Regions from separate parts of the Sus scrofa genome. Here region 2 is linked to region 1. Evidence: chromatin contacts called from public HiChIP or PLAC-seq data. All regions are on one chromosome and are shown on one strand. The core of a region is the stretch at or near the end of the contact, and the rest is flanking DNA. Distances in the headings are between cores, read along the strand shown.

Region 1 (2,977 bases), core at 73-2,572:
ATCCTCAGAAGTACATATCCCTTTCTCCAAATTCCACCCTCAGTATAATCTGGGAACGCATACGAGATAGTTCGAAGAGATAAGGTCGTCTAGCAGGTTAAATATTCATGATACTCACTGTGTATTCCAAAATGATGCTGAGGAAGATTTTTCAAACTAGTTGAGGACATAAACTATATTTAGATGTCACATCTAAGTGCACCCAATGCCCGATCGAGGGGAACTGGTTCAGAAAAGTGAGACATCAATAAGCACCGAAGTGATGGAACATTTTGTGGAGGCCAGGTTTAGGATGGACCTTAAAGAATGTGAAGAATTTGGGAGTTCCCGTTGTGGCTCAGTGGTCAACAAATCCGACTAGAAACCATGAGGTTGCGGGTTTGATCCCTGGCCTCGCTCAGTGGGTTGAGGATCCGGCATTGCCGTGAGCTGTGGTGTGGGTTGCAGACACGGCTTGGATCCTGAGTTGCTGTGGCCCTGGTGTAGGCCGGCAGCTACAGCTCCGATTCAACCCCTAGCCTGGGAACCTCCATATGTGCTCCAGAAAAAGACAAAAAAAAAAAAAAAAAAAGAATCGGAAGAATTTGGATAGTCGGGGAAAGAAACTATGACAATCTAGAAAAGAGACATACCATAACCAAAGGCAAGAAAAGGGAGAGATATATTCATGAAAGGCCCGGGTAGTCAGCCTGCCTGGAGGAGGAATGGCACAAGAATGTGCCTAGCAAGAATTCATAGGAAATGAGATTAGTTGGGATAAGATGAATTCATCAACAAACTTCCTCAAACATTTATCAAGTGCTAGTTAGATGTCAATCAATGTACTAGGTCTCTTGCACATAGTAATGGCTTAGACCCATTAGATCTTCATTATGTCAGGCACTCCAAGAAGCTTACATGGATTATCTCATTTAATCATCACTACAGACCTATGATGAGGTAGGCACTGGCTGTGTTGTCATTTCAGAAATGAAGAAGAGGAGTTCCCGTCGTGGCACAGGGGTTGACAAATCCAACTAGGAACCATGAGGTTGCGGGTTCGATCCCTGGCCTTGCTCAGTGGGTTAAGGATCCAGCATTGCCATGAGCTGTGGTGTGGGTTGCAGACGCGGCTCGGATCCCGTGTTGCTATGGCTCTGGCGTAGGCTGGCAGCTACAGCTCCGATTCGACCCCTAGCCTGGGAACCTCCATGTGCCGTGGGATCGGCCCAAGAAATAGCAAAAAGACAAAAAAAAAAAAAAAAGAAATGAAGACGAGAAGCCCAGAGTGGTTAAGGAACTTGCTCCAGGTCACACAGTGACCCGAGTGACAAAGCCTGGCCTGGAACCAATGAGTCAGCTCAAATGTGGTTTCTGAACACAATGTTAAACTGCCTCCACACACATTCCCTCATTAAATCCTCATAAAATTCCCTGTGACACAGGCACCATTATCCCCACTTTGCCCATAGGGATCCAAGGCTCCAGGAATCAGTGAGTTCCTCCAGGCGGTTCTGCTGGGATTTGAAAGCAGGTCCACTAATTCCGAATCCATTAAACTTTCCATTCTGATATAACTGGCTGGCAGAAGGATTGTCCAGAATGGGATCAAATTAGGGGAAATTTAACACCCTGATAAGGGAAGAAGCCTATAGGACAGGAAATAGGGAAAAGCTTCAGATTTTTTTTGTTTTTGTTTTTGTCTTTTGTCCTTTTAGGGCCGGACCTGGGGCATATGTTAGTTCCCAGGCTAGAGGTCTAATTGGAGCTGTAGCCACTGGCCTTACACCACAGCCACAGCAATAACAGATCCGAGCCACATCTGTGACCTACACCACAGCTCACGGCAATGCTGGATCCTTAACCCACTGAGTGAGGCCAGGGATCGAACCCACAACCTCATGGTTCTTAGTCGGATTCGTTTCCGATGCGCCATGATGGGAACTCCAGCTTCAGGGTTTTGACTTAATTAACTAAGAGAGGTCTGGCCTTGGCCTTGCACAGGGACAGGGAAAGAGTGGACATGAACAGTAGATGATGTTAGCAGTGGTGATGACCTAGAAATGGTCACGGGATGCGGGGGGAGGCGTGGGAGGAAGGGAAGGATAGAAACAATGATCAATATTTGAAAGAAAATCTGATTGTTCTTGGGGACTGAATAGCTGAGGGCAATGAAAGGAGATTAGATCAAGAGGACTTTGCTTTTCATCTAAATGACAGACTGTTGACAGGGGCTGAGAGGTTATAGGAGCAGCTGGTTTGTGGCAAAAAATGAGGTTTGTTTTTGGATATGTTGCAATCTGCTTGGCAGAACAATGAGGGGCACATTCCAGAAGAAATGACCAGTAGGCAGTCTGGGAGGTGGGACTGGAGCTCAGGTAGAGAGCAGAGGCAGGGCATCCCATCTGACACAGAAGCCATGCAGGACCCCTGAAGGGGCAGACAAGTCAGATTCCAGGGAGAATATAGGTTTTGCATAGTTGGCGGAATAAGTCAGGAGTCCGCAGAGAACAGATATGTAGTACAACAAAAGAAAACAGGCCCAAGGGTAAGCCACGGGTCTGGACAAGTTCTTAGGGCCAAGACAGAGATAGCAATTAAAGGGACACAGTAGCAAATGCCATCTCACCTGTATCACAGAGAAATGACCACTGGAGAATTTCCTGAGATGAATGTGGTGTTTGGGGGCGTTCTCCCACTGCAAGAGCCAAACCCACCTTAGCCAAGGGGACCCCGAAGTCTGACCCTACAGAACAATTAGGAACTTTGGTAGCAGAGTTCACAATCTACATCAGCAGAAGGAGAGAAGGGAAGTCATCAGAAAAGCCCTCCCCATTGAATGATACATTTAAAAATGGGGACAACAGTAAATTTGAGGTTCTGCATATGGTCCCAGAATAAAAAAGGAAAATCTCTCCCCTGAAAATACAAATGTCTACGGATCCCACAAAAATCTCCAAAAGCCCAACTAATTTAACATTTCCTGGACTTACCACTT
Region 2 (3,100 bases), core at 570-3,069, 240 kb before region 1:
GTATTTCAACCTTTTTTTCTTTTGGCCATGGCATGCAGCAGCTTGATATTGGATTGTGGTTCTAAGGCCAGGGATTGAACCTGAGTCGCAGAGGTGAAAGTACCAAGTCCTAATCACCAGACCACCAGGAACTCCCTCAAACTTATTTTTTAATATCTGCAATCTCATTTCCTCAGGTGAATCCATCATACTTTACACCCAACCATTCCTTAGCAATTGTCATTTATGCTGTAGAGACTTTTAAACTAATATATTTTATTCTTTTTATTTTTTGTCTTTTTCGGGCCACACCCATGATGTATGGAAGTTCCCAGGCTAGGGGGTCAAATCAGAGATGTAGCTGCCACAGTCATAGCAACATCAGATTCGAGCTGCAAAGCAAGGCTGGATCCTTAACCCAGTGAGCCAGGCCAGGGATCAAACCCAGAGTCCTCATGGATACCAGTCCAGTTTGTTACTGCCAAGCCATAACAGGAACTCCTAAACTAATATCTTTTAAATGAATTTAAAAAGTGCCGTTTTCATTTTTCTACTAATTAAATGATAAACAGTTTCTCACCAATAGATGTTTCTTTGGTACAGATTTTATGGAGATAGAATTACTGGATTATATTACCCATAACTTCTTCAATATTCTTTAATTGCGAAACAGATGATACACGTGGGGACTACACACTGACAGTGGAAGAAAGGACACAATGAAGACAGTGAGAAGGGATCATAGAAGCGGATGTGATGGTCCAACTTCCACCTGATGGGAGCTCTTGAAGGAGAAACAAACCTTTCCAATTGGAAACTCAGACTGGGATGTCCATTTCCTGTTGGCTACATCCCTGGGTGTCTAACACACTCTGCTATGTTCTGGGTGATGAAAAAAGGGCAACAGTGGGAAGCTACATCCACATGACACAGTAGGTCCCCAATGCTTTTAGCCAAGAATATATACAGACGTGAAGGGGCCACAGTCGGGGCAGCCACTCCGGCCACCAGGAAGCCCAGAAAGGGCAGGAGAAGAACAAGACTCTTTCCACACGCGGTAAGATTTCAGGTTCTGAGAAGCCTAATTTGTTCTGTGCCATGGTCTTTTTAAAAAATTATGATTTTAAAAAAGTTTTGGGAGTTCCAGTCATGGCTCAGCAGTTAACGAATCCAGCGAGCATCCAGGGGGATGTTGGTTCGCTCCCTGGACTCACTCAGTGGGTTGGGGATCCAACATTGCCATGAGCTGTGGTGTAGGTCGCAGACGTGGCTTGGATTCTGCATTGCTGTGGCTGTGGCAGTAGGCCAGCACTACAGCTCAGATTCGAGCCCTAGCCTGGGAGCCTCCATGTGCCGTGGGTGTGGCCCTAAAAGGACAAAAACAACAACAAAAAATTGTGATAAAATATACCACACACCATCTACCACTTTAACCCCTTTGAAGAGTAAAGTTCACGGGCACTGAGAATATTCACATAGTTGTGCAGCCATCGCCATCCTCCATCTCCAGAACTTTTTCATCTGGCAAAACTGAAACCCTGTCCCTTGGCTGCCAATCATTTTATACATGGGCTTGTATCCCTGTTTAGGAAGAATTTACACAAGCAATCCGTGCTTTATGCTCCTATTTTAAGGGAATGTTTGCTACATCAGGTTTTCCTGGTTCATGAACAAAACTCAGACACAGCCTCGCCAGGGGACAAAGCTGAATCCGTGTCCAGCGCCCTGGGCAGCATCCTGGCCCAGAGAACCCCGCTTGCACCCTCCCTCCCAGCCCTAAACTGCTTCTCCGCAAATCTTCCCCAGTAGAGGGCGCTGTCATCCTCTAGACGCTCTAGCCAAAAACTCAAACTCGCTTCGCTAGTCTCTTGACCTTGCTCCCCACATCTAAGCCTCTCAGCAAGCCCTGTCAACTGCTACTTGGAAACAGCCCAAATGTTTACTTCCCTCCACCTCATCCCTGGTCCCCAAGGCCACCTCCCTTCACTTGGATCTCATCCTACCCACTTGTCCCCTGGCTGCTTGTTGCATCATTGTCCATTCCCAATAGAGCGGTCATGGTGAGCTTTGAGAAATCACCTTTAAAACACCACGGTACATGCCTGCTGAAATCTTCCAATGGCTTCCCATCGCCCACCTAAAATAAAATCGCCTTATGCCATACAAAGGCTGATGTGATGGTTGCTTTTCTTACTGCCTGCATATCACTCTGTACATGGTTCACTATGAGTCAGCCAGCTGAGATTGGAGGGTTTCCAAAACCACTATGCCTCAGGATATTGGAATAGGCTGTTCCCTCTGCCTGGAGGGTCCTTCCACAATCTTCTCACATCTGGCTCAGATCTCAGTTTAGGGGTTTCCTCTTCACAGATGGTTGCATTGATCACCTAATCCAGAACGTCCACTCAGCGATGATCTATTATCTTGTCTGAGCTCAATTAGCTTCATAGCCCTGGTAACTCTATTTTTTGATTGTTTATTAAGGTTACCGTCTCGTTCTCCTAAAATAGCAATTTCAGAGGTGAGAACCTTGTTTTTCATGCTCAGTGTCGTACTTTTGTATTCTTAGAGTGTAAAAAGTGATTGGTGGATAGGAGATGCGAAATAAAATTTGTTGCGTATTGAATAAATGAACAAAGAGAACAGTATTAATACCTAAGGGCATTGACAACAAAAACTTCCTAAAATTTAAAGGAAATTCGGCACCTGAAAGCATTTCCTCCTGAAAAATTAACAAGCCAACATCTCACCAAGACTTATCCAAATAATCATATTATTTTTACTTATCTTCTGTATTCTGAGCAAATATGTAACTTCCAAGTACGGAGACTATATTTCCAGTGCTCTGCACAGATTTGACATATGGAAGATTCTCAATGAATACTTTTTTTTTTTTTTTTTGCTTTTTAGGGCTGCACTAGCAGCATGTGGAGGTTCCCAGGCTAGGGGTCTAATCAGAGCTACAGCTGCCAGCCTACACCACAGCTACAACAACGTGGGATCCAAGCCACACCTGTGACCCACATCACAGCTCACGGCAACACCAGATCCTTAACCCACTGATCGAGGCCAGGGATCGAACCCACAACCTCCTGGTTCCTAGTCAGATTGGTTTCCGCTG

The links. HiChIP or PLAC-seq counts read pairs in DNA pulled down with a chosen protein or histone mark.
Region 2: an H3K27ac HiChIP or PLAC-seq map of alveolar macrophages shows a contact between it and region 1. The contact joins two enhancer-like sites. A contact is called at or near these places in 2 of 5 promoter capture datasets (fetal liver and fetal skeletal muscle) and 1 of 2 datasets of contacts at active chromatin or transcription factors (alveolar macrophages).

What each region holds. Positions count from the first base shown.
Region 1 is chr5:59,852,871-59,855,847 of Sscrofa11.1, reverse strand. No RefSeq gene overlaps it. Among named protein-coding and RNA genes, the nearest start is that of DUSP16, 16 kb to the left of the region's middle. Within about 2 kb of position 1,322, at least 3 of the 83 cell types and tissues checked have an H3K27ac peak or open chromatin away from gene starts, as enhancers often do. A contact at or near this core is called in alveolar macrophages, where this site is marked.
Region 2 is chr5:60,089,705-60,092,804 of Sscrofa11.1, reverse strand. The region is part of intron 4 of MANSC1 (MANSC domain-containing protein 1); the gene reads right to left. Among named protein-coding and RNA genes, the nearest start is that of MANSC1, 8.8 kb to the right of the region's middle. Within about 2 kb of position 1,819, at least 12 of the 83 cell types and tissues checked have an H3K27ac peak or open chromatin away from gene starts, as enhancers often do. A contact at or near this core is called in alveolar macrophages, where this site is marked.